Linked DNA regions of Mus musculus: region 2 is linked to region 1. The links are chromatin contacts, called in public promoter capture Hi-C maps. All regions are on one chromosome and are shown on one strand. The core of a region is the stretch at or near the end of the contact, and the rest is flanking DNA. Distances in the headings are between cores, read along the strand shown. Region 1 holds the start of Klhl22 (kelch-like 22). Region 2 holds the start of Zdhhc8 (zinc finger, DHHC domain containing 8).

What was found. Capture Hi-C pulls out chosen DNA fragments and counts their contacts.
Region 2: a contact with region 1 is called in a promoter capture Hi-C map of liver. The contact joins the promoter of Zdhhc8 here to the promoter of Klhl22 in region 1. A contact is called at or near these places in 3 of 39 promoter capture datasets (3T3-L1-derived adipocytes, cranial neural crest and liver), 1 of 484 Hi-C or Micro-C datasets (forebrain) and 2 of 9 other capture datasets (liver and pancreatic islet).

The regions. Positions count from the first base shown.
Region 1 is chr16:17,757,676-17,761,128 of GRCm38.p6, reverse strand. Klhl22 (kelch-like 22) reads right to left here and starts at 1,508. Exons shown (of 7, transcript NM_001359068.1): 1 at 1,435-1,508.
Region 2 is chr16:18,233,174-18,236,626 of GRCm38.p6, reverse strand. Zdhhc8 (zinc finger, DHHC domain containing 8) reads left to right here and starts at 1,491. Exons shown (of 11, transcript NM_172151.4): 1 at 1,491-1,720. The coding sequence starts at 1,617.

The sequences.
Region 1 (3,453 bases), core at 259-2,758:
CAGATGGCTACTCCTTTGGACAGGCAGAGCACAAGAAAAGCTCAAGAAAAGAAATTCAGTACAATCAAGAATGCAACAACATCCAGAATCTCTGGTATAGCCAGACAGGATGGTAACAGATCTGTAACTCCACCACTCCGGAGTGCTGATACAAAAAGATCACAAAGTTGCCTATAAGGAAGAGGTGGGGTTAGAGTGCTCAGTGCACTTAATGCAAAACTATTCCTGCCCGGAACTGGAGCTCCCAGCGCTGACATCGGGTGGAGGCGCCCTCTGCTGGTCTCTAGAGCACCTTCACCCAGGTGCACATACAGACCACTTGTTTCTAACAGCCTTCGCTGTCACGGAACTCTTTGGTGATCAGCCTGGCCTCAAACTCACAGAACTCTACCTCCAGAGTGCTGGGATTAAAGGCAGGGACCACCACACCTGGCTTCACTCTTTTTTTTTAAACGACAAAACATTAAGGAGACTACGGTGACTGCAGATCTAAGATATTCCTCTACACATTCCTTTAGCTTCTGCTTATAACTTCATGCCCCTCTCACACATATAAACTAGGTTCCCTACCATTGTTTGCTACTACAAACAGCTGTGCACTGAAACAAATTTTAGAGGAATCTTCAAGGAATCATTTACTGGAAAGGCATCCTCAACCTTCTGTGGGGGCTCCCATTCCGTATCTGTCCTCAACGCATCTGAACCACAACGTAAGGTGTGCAACAAAAGGAAAAACAGCAGCTTGGGAAGAGCAGAAGAGGGAGCGGGTCCTTATTACCACGGGGGTGGGAGGGAGCATCCAAGAGGTGTTGACGTGCTCTATGGCTTCTTTCCCAGAGCACGGACGAGGAGCATCTCGGAGATCAGGCCTTACCCTAGGAAGCAGCCGCGGGCAGAAGGTGGCCCCGTTGCGCCCGGACAGGTCCGTTCGTTCGGCCTGTACAGGATCTAAACTAGTACAATCCGGGGATTTTGCACTGACAGCGCTTGCTCTCCGGCTTCTCTCAACAACCGCAGCCGCGGCTGATGAGCTTGAGGTCACGCCGGGAGAGGCAGCCAGGCCCGCCCGCTGCCTGTTGCAATCCCTGCTCGAATAGCTTCGAGGGACGGGGACAGGCCAGAGGCCACACTCGGACCCACGGCTGGCGACAGAACCTGACCAACCGGGCTGCGAGGGCCACGGTCCGCTTCAGCCACGCGCAGGCCTCGGCGGGCCCGCGCCACAGCGCCAGGCCCGCGCCGGACGCCCGGGGGTCGCCCGGCCAAGCCCCCGCCACGTCAGGCAGTCGCCCGTGCCCGCCCCAGGCGCCCGCGGTACTTGGCCCAGATCTCCGCGCCCTCCGCCATCCCCGCTCCCTCTCCCATCCCCGCGTGCAGCACAAGCTCGGCGAAGAAGGCCTGCCGGGCCCGCACGGTACATGCCTCGCAGCTGACCTGGTGCTGCCGCAAGCTGAGGCCGCTCTCGCAGCAGGCGGGAGGCGGGAGGCTGGAGGTGGGGGCGGAGCCTCTCCGTCACGTGGGATGCCGCGCAGGCGCAAGGGGACTCTAGGGGGGGTCGCTGTTGGGCGGGGCGGGAAGAGGCTGAAGGGTCAGACCCCGGCTGCTCTTCCGAAGGATCCGCTGTCCGGAAGCTCCACCCTCGAGGTGCCTATTGAAGGTGCAAACCTAGGCCCTCCTTCTTTCCCTTTCTCCTGGCCTCATTCTAACCCTCACTCATTCTCTCACTCATAGCTTCTTCACTGGCTTGTCTCTTCACACCCTTTCACTCACCATCTCCCTCATCGACTCCTTCCTTCCCTCACTTTCCCGTTTCCTCCCCCAGTCATTTCTTCGTTTCTCCTGCATTACTTCCTTCCCTCTTCATCGTGCGTCTATTACTTCACTCATCGTCTCACTTGTCCCCTCCTTCTTGCTTCTTCCTTGCTTCCTCTCTAGGTCGCTCCCACCCTCTCTATCTCTTTCTGTTTTCCTTTCCCTCACAGCCCTATTTATTGTCTGAGGTCTTCCTTCTGCCTCTTATTTCCTCCTTGTCGCTCCCTGGTTTCTTCTGTCATTGTACTTTAGACTTTGGAAGGCTCCTCGTCCGGTGCTTGCTGTGGAGAGTGAAAACAAGCAAAGGCTTTATGTACGGACAAGTGTTGATTTTCCTCTTTTCTGAGACTCCAGAGTAAATCTGGTTCCCAGTCCCAAAACTCACCTGCCCCTAGCTGTCCTGGGGACACCCACTTTTCTCTGCTTCACCTCGAGGAGGACCACACTCTGAGGGGCGCATACCTATAGCAGAATCCAAGAGTGGAGCTGTAGGGCCTTCTTACAGATAGATGGGGGGAAATTGTAGTTTCAATATGGTGGAGAATGTAAGAGAAAAGATGTCGCCAAGGAAGCCTCCTCATGAAAAGGGGGAGAAAAAAAGGAAGAAGAAAATGAATAAAAGAAAGGCTGTTTTAGGGGAACCCTAATTGCTGCCCGGAGGCCTAGCTATAGATCCAGATGAAAAGACCCAGCCTCTAGAAAAGGAGGCACCCAATGCACGTGAACTTCTACCTGTCAGGGCTCCCTGGACCAAATGACTCCACCTGTGTTGCTGGAGACTTTTAGACCATGATAAAAGTATTCTAGCAAGAGATACCATCAGCAAATATATGAGATCCAACAAAAAGTAGAAGACAACACTCCCTTGTCACTTCTGACTATCGGAAAACACAACTGAAACAGGTCACCCACTAGAAAGTTCTAGAGATACAGAATAGCAGAATAGGAAGAAATCTCAAAGTCTATGCCCCAAACCTAGTTTATATAGTATGAAGCTCTTCCCATTCTAAAGACCTAAGCCCACTTTGGTCTCTGGATTTGAAAGGAAGATTCGTTTTCTCCTTGTATAACAGTTTTCCCCAAGATTGGAGCATTCTATTCTTCAGAAAAACTCCTTAAGCAGGAAGGTTAAAAAATTCAAAATAGTTTCAGGAAGTCCTTGAAACTGACCAAATACACTTGGTCCCTCCCTGTCAGAGAAATAATAAAAGCTGAGACAGGTGAAACTGAGCTGCACAAAAGACTCTCAGAGGAGAAAAGCTGCACAGTAGACTCAGACCAGACCAGCTGCCTTGACAAACCAGAAAGCAGCTGGGCTGCCTGGAAGAGGTTTAGGCCATCTGAGATACCTGGAAAGGACTCTCCAAACTCCTCCCCTGCCTGCAGGCTGTGCAGTGTGCTCCAGGCTCCCAGCCTGCTGTGCAGCTGTCTTTGAGTCATTTCTGCTCCTTAAGTAACCTATCACCTATATCCCTGTAAGAAACCTCAATAACCTTGTTGGTTCACCAAGGAGGGCTTCGCTCTGTTGTGGGTTCCTTACCTGGGATGAGTAGGTGTGTGTTCTGTCTCCCCAGGAAGAGTTTTGTCAAACCCTTCAAGATCACATGCACCTAGGAGGAAGGCCAAGAGGAGTAACTAGAA
Region 2 (3,453 bases), core at 242-2,741, 480 kb before region 1:
CCTCAGCAGCTACATCTGCCCCACCTAAAACTGTTTTGGACTCTCCACGACCAGTGTTTGCTATTTTCCTACAAGACTGTGGCAGTAGTGTGGCTGCCTTGGTACCCTACATATAACATGAGAGTAGACTTAATCCCAAAGGAACTCTGCAGTGGGGGAGCTGTGAGTCGTGGAGCCTCCTGTGGGCCCTAGAGGCCCTAGAGGTTCTGAGCGTTCTATGTTAGGGGCTGTAGGACAAGATTAAAGTCGGGCGAATTTAACTGAACTGTGTGCCTAATGCAGAGGGCCAGCTGGATACTTACTTACCTGAGAGCGGAAAGGAGTTTGTATCCACTCTGCTCTCCACTGTGAGGTCACATCACTGCTATCTTACCAACGCTGGAAGACCCTGAGCTACGTCTTCTGGCATGGAATGACCAACAGGACAGAAATCTGAGAGAAAATCTATCACTGTTTATGCTGTTGAAAAGCTGTTTCTACATTAAGGCACTCGACCCTGAGCTGTGGGCGAGCCAAGGAGTCCCAGGCCTACAAGCAGTGTTGTAGGGAGGAGGTGGCTGAAGGACTCTGGGTTATGGCTCTACAGAAGGAGATAGCAACAACCAAGGGAAGAAGGCTCCCACTATCTTGGTCTGGGGAGGGGTGGACGATGGAGAAGAGCCTCCGGACTGGGGGCGGCTCTGGGGGAATCGTCAGCCAGCACCCTGTTCAGGCCCTGAATAAGCTTCCAAAGTAAATGTTGCTGCCTTGTGGAGTGGCTAAGGCAAGCAGTGGGGTTTGACCATGTTCTTACTCAAAACATTAAAACTGATCTGCTAGGGGAAGCCAATGCAGATGCCTGCAGCATCCTTGGAGGGCCGGTCCACCTTAAACAGCTGCGTCCTGGCGCGGGCAGGTGGGCTTGCTCGCGGGTGGGTGGTGAGCATGCGCAGCCTTTCTAGTCAAGGCCAGAGCAGGGTTCAGTCACTTTCCCTAGGACACCAGCTTTCCGAAGGCGTTCCTAGGTCTCTTACACACGGCCTCAATCAAGCCTGCGGCCTGAGCCAGGACACAGAGGAACTCGGTGACCTAACTCTTAGTGTGTGGAGGGCTGAGAACTGGCTAAGGTTTGGATAGCCATGATACCCCTACCTTGTCATAGAAATCTCGCTCACACCCCAGTGACTGCCAGGGGACCTTCAGCCTGTCCCGGGACTGTGATTGGAGAGCATGTAGGCCCAAGAGAGCTCCCGGGTTAGGGCCTGCGGTAGCAAGGAAAAAAAAAAAAAGGAAAGAAAGGAAGAGACAGACAAGAAAGAGAAAAAGAACATGCTTTCCGTTGTCCTGTCGGTCCAGATGGGCGCTGCGCGTGCGTGGGGTGTCGGGCTACCCCGCAAAAGAGGAGTTGGCCGCCCGGCGCTCCACCCTCAGCCCGCCCCCGCCGCGGCCCTGCCGCCGGGTCCACCTTAAGGGGCGCGCTGACATCAGCGCGCCGCCGCCGCCCGTGGGGTGGGATTTCCTCCACTGCCGCTGCGGCGGATCCTGCGCCGCGTCCAGCCCGCGCGCCCGACCCCGGCCCGACCCGGCCGGCCCCGCCCGCCCGGCCCGGGGAGGGATGCGGCGGCGCGGCGCCCAGGATGCCCCGCAGCCCCGGGACGCGCCTCAAACCCGCCAAGTACATCCCGGTGGCCACGGCCGCCGCGCTGTTGGTTGGTTCCAGCACACTCTTCTTCGTATTCACGTGAGTCGGCGCCGGGTCCAGAGCCTGGTAGCAGCGGGTGGGGGTAGGGAGGTTGGGGGTGGGAGCCGAAGGGGCGCACGTGCCCCACGGGGGCGGCGGTGGGCTGGGCGGATTAGCAGGTTGCGGCGAGGGGCTGCGTCCCCGGAGCACGGACAGGTGAATGCCTGCCTCTGAGCGTTCTAGCAGGCCCTGGGTGTGGTTGCAGCCTTTCATTCCCTCGGGGCTTTGAAGGGGGACGCGTGTCACCTACAGACACCAACCTTCCTAGGGGGAGGGGGGGAGTAGGAGCTGTGAGCCCCCTCGTCGCGGCCAGCATGTAAAATCAACTTATTTCTGTGTTTCTCAGCGTAGGTGTGGCCTGCCCCACAGCCGTGACTGGCCACTACAGCCTACTCAAGGCCCTCAGCCCTCCCTGAACACAACACTGAGAGGCTTCTATCCTACACTTCTAAGTCTGGAGCACAAAAGACCTCAGAGGCTAGGCTGCCAGTCGTGGGGAGGGAGCACTCTTTGCCAGCCTGGCACTAGGCAGCCTCAATTTCTTACCCCGGGCTGGCTCATAGGTCATGGGGTTCTGAATCTCGGACCACTCGTTTCTTTCTACAATTCCAAAGCCTTGACACAACTCAGGTGACCAAAGGGATGGCCATTTGTTTCCAGGTGTGACAGCCCCAGGTGTAAGTGAGCCTGAGCCACCCTTTCCACTTTGTAGAAACATATAGCAGCCTTTGTAGGAGTCTGAATTCAGTGCCTGTTGTGGGAGGAGAGTCCTTACCTGGAGGCTGGGGTTGGGTATGTGCCACTGGCTGCAAAGAGCAAGTTTAAAAAAGGCCTGTGTGGACGGGCTTATTTCTGGCTCCAGGGAAAGTCTGTGTTCTTGTCACTCAGATGTTGTGGATTGTGGACTAAGGAAGGGCTTGGGGAGCTAAGACTGGAGGGGACATATCTTGGAAAATTCGGTCTTCCAGAGGTCTTGAGTGGGGTTCTGTTTCAGTGCAGAGAGGGTGTCACAGGGACATTTCGATGTCTTTTAACATAACTCTAAAATTAAGACATGCAATATGGGAATCAAAGTTTTAAGAGAAATTAAAATCCTCTCCCCCTGCTTTCTCTCCTCAGAGAATGTAAGTAGTTTCAGAGGATTCAGAGGACCCAGGTGGTTCCTGGAAACTTGACTCTGCCTCAAGCTTTGGTCTCTGAGGTTGCTACCGTTTTTTCTGGGCAGTGCTTCCTCTGTGTTCTTGAAGCTAGTGTTCTGGGGCTGTGCATGTGGGTGCTCTTGAGGTTTGGGGTTCTCTTTAAGGGACAGCTACTCTGACTTGAACTGGCTCTGCAGTTGGCATGACTGGGGCCCTGTTCAGTCTGTGTGCATCCTCATCTGCCCCTTGGATGAGTTCCTGAGATGTGGGTATTGCTGACCTGACACTCAGGTGGCTCTGTTCTCAGAAGAGGCTCTGCTGGACAGCTGTGCTCGTTTGGGCAGTGCCAGGGTATAGGCAGGTCTGGTGGCCAGCCTGGAGTAGGTGTCTTTTTCAAGATAGAATCCCTGTCCTCTCATTGCCTCCCTCCTGCCCTGTTTCTGGCTCCGTCCACTGACACCTCAGACACCAAGAAAAGGAAGCAGTCGCTCAGCCTACCTTTGGGGCCTAGATCGGGTCCTGAAACTTTACCTGGCGTAAGTGACCCTTAGATCTCCTCTTTGTGAGTCTGAACTGCTTCTCTCAAGGTGCGGA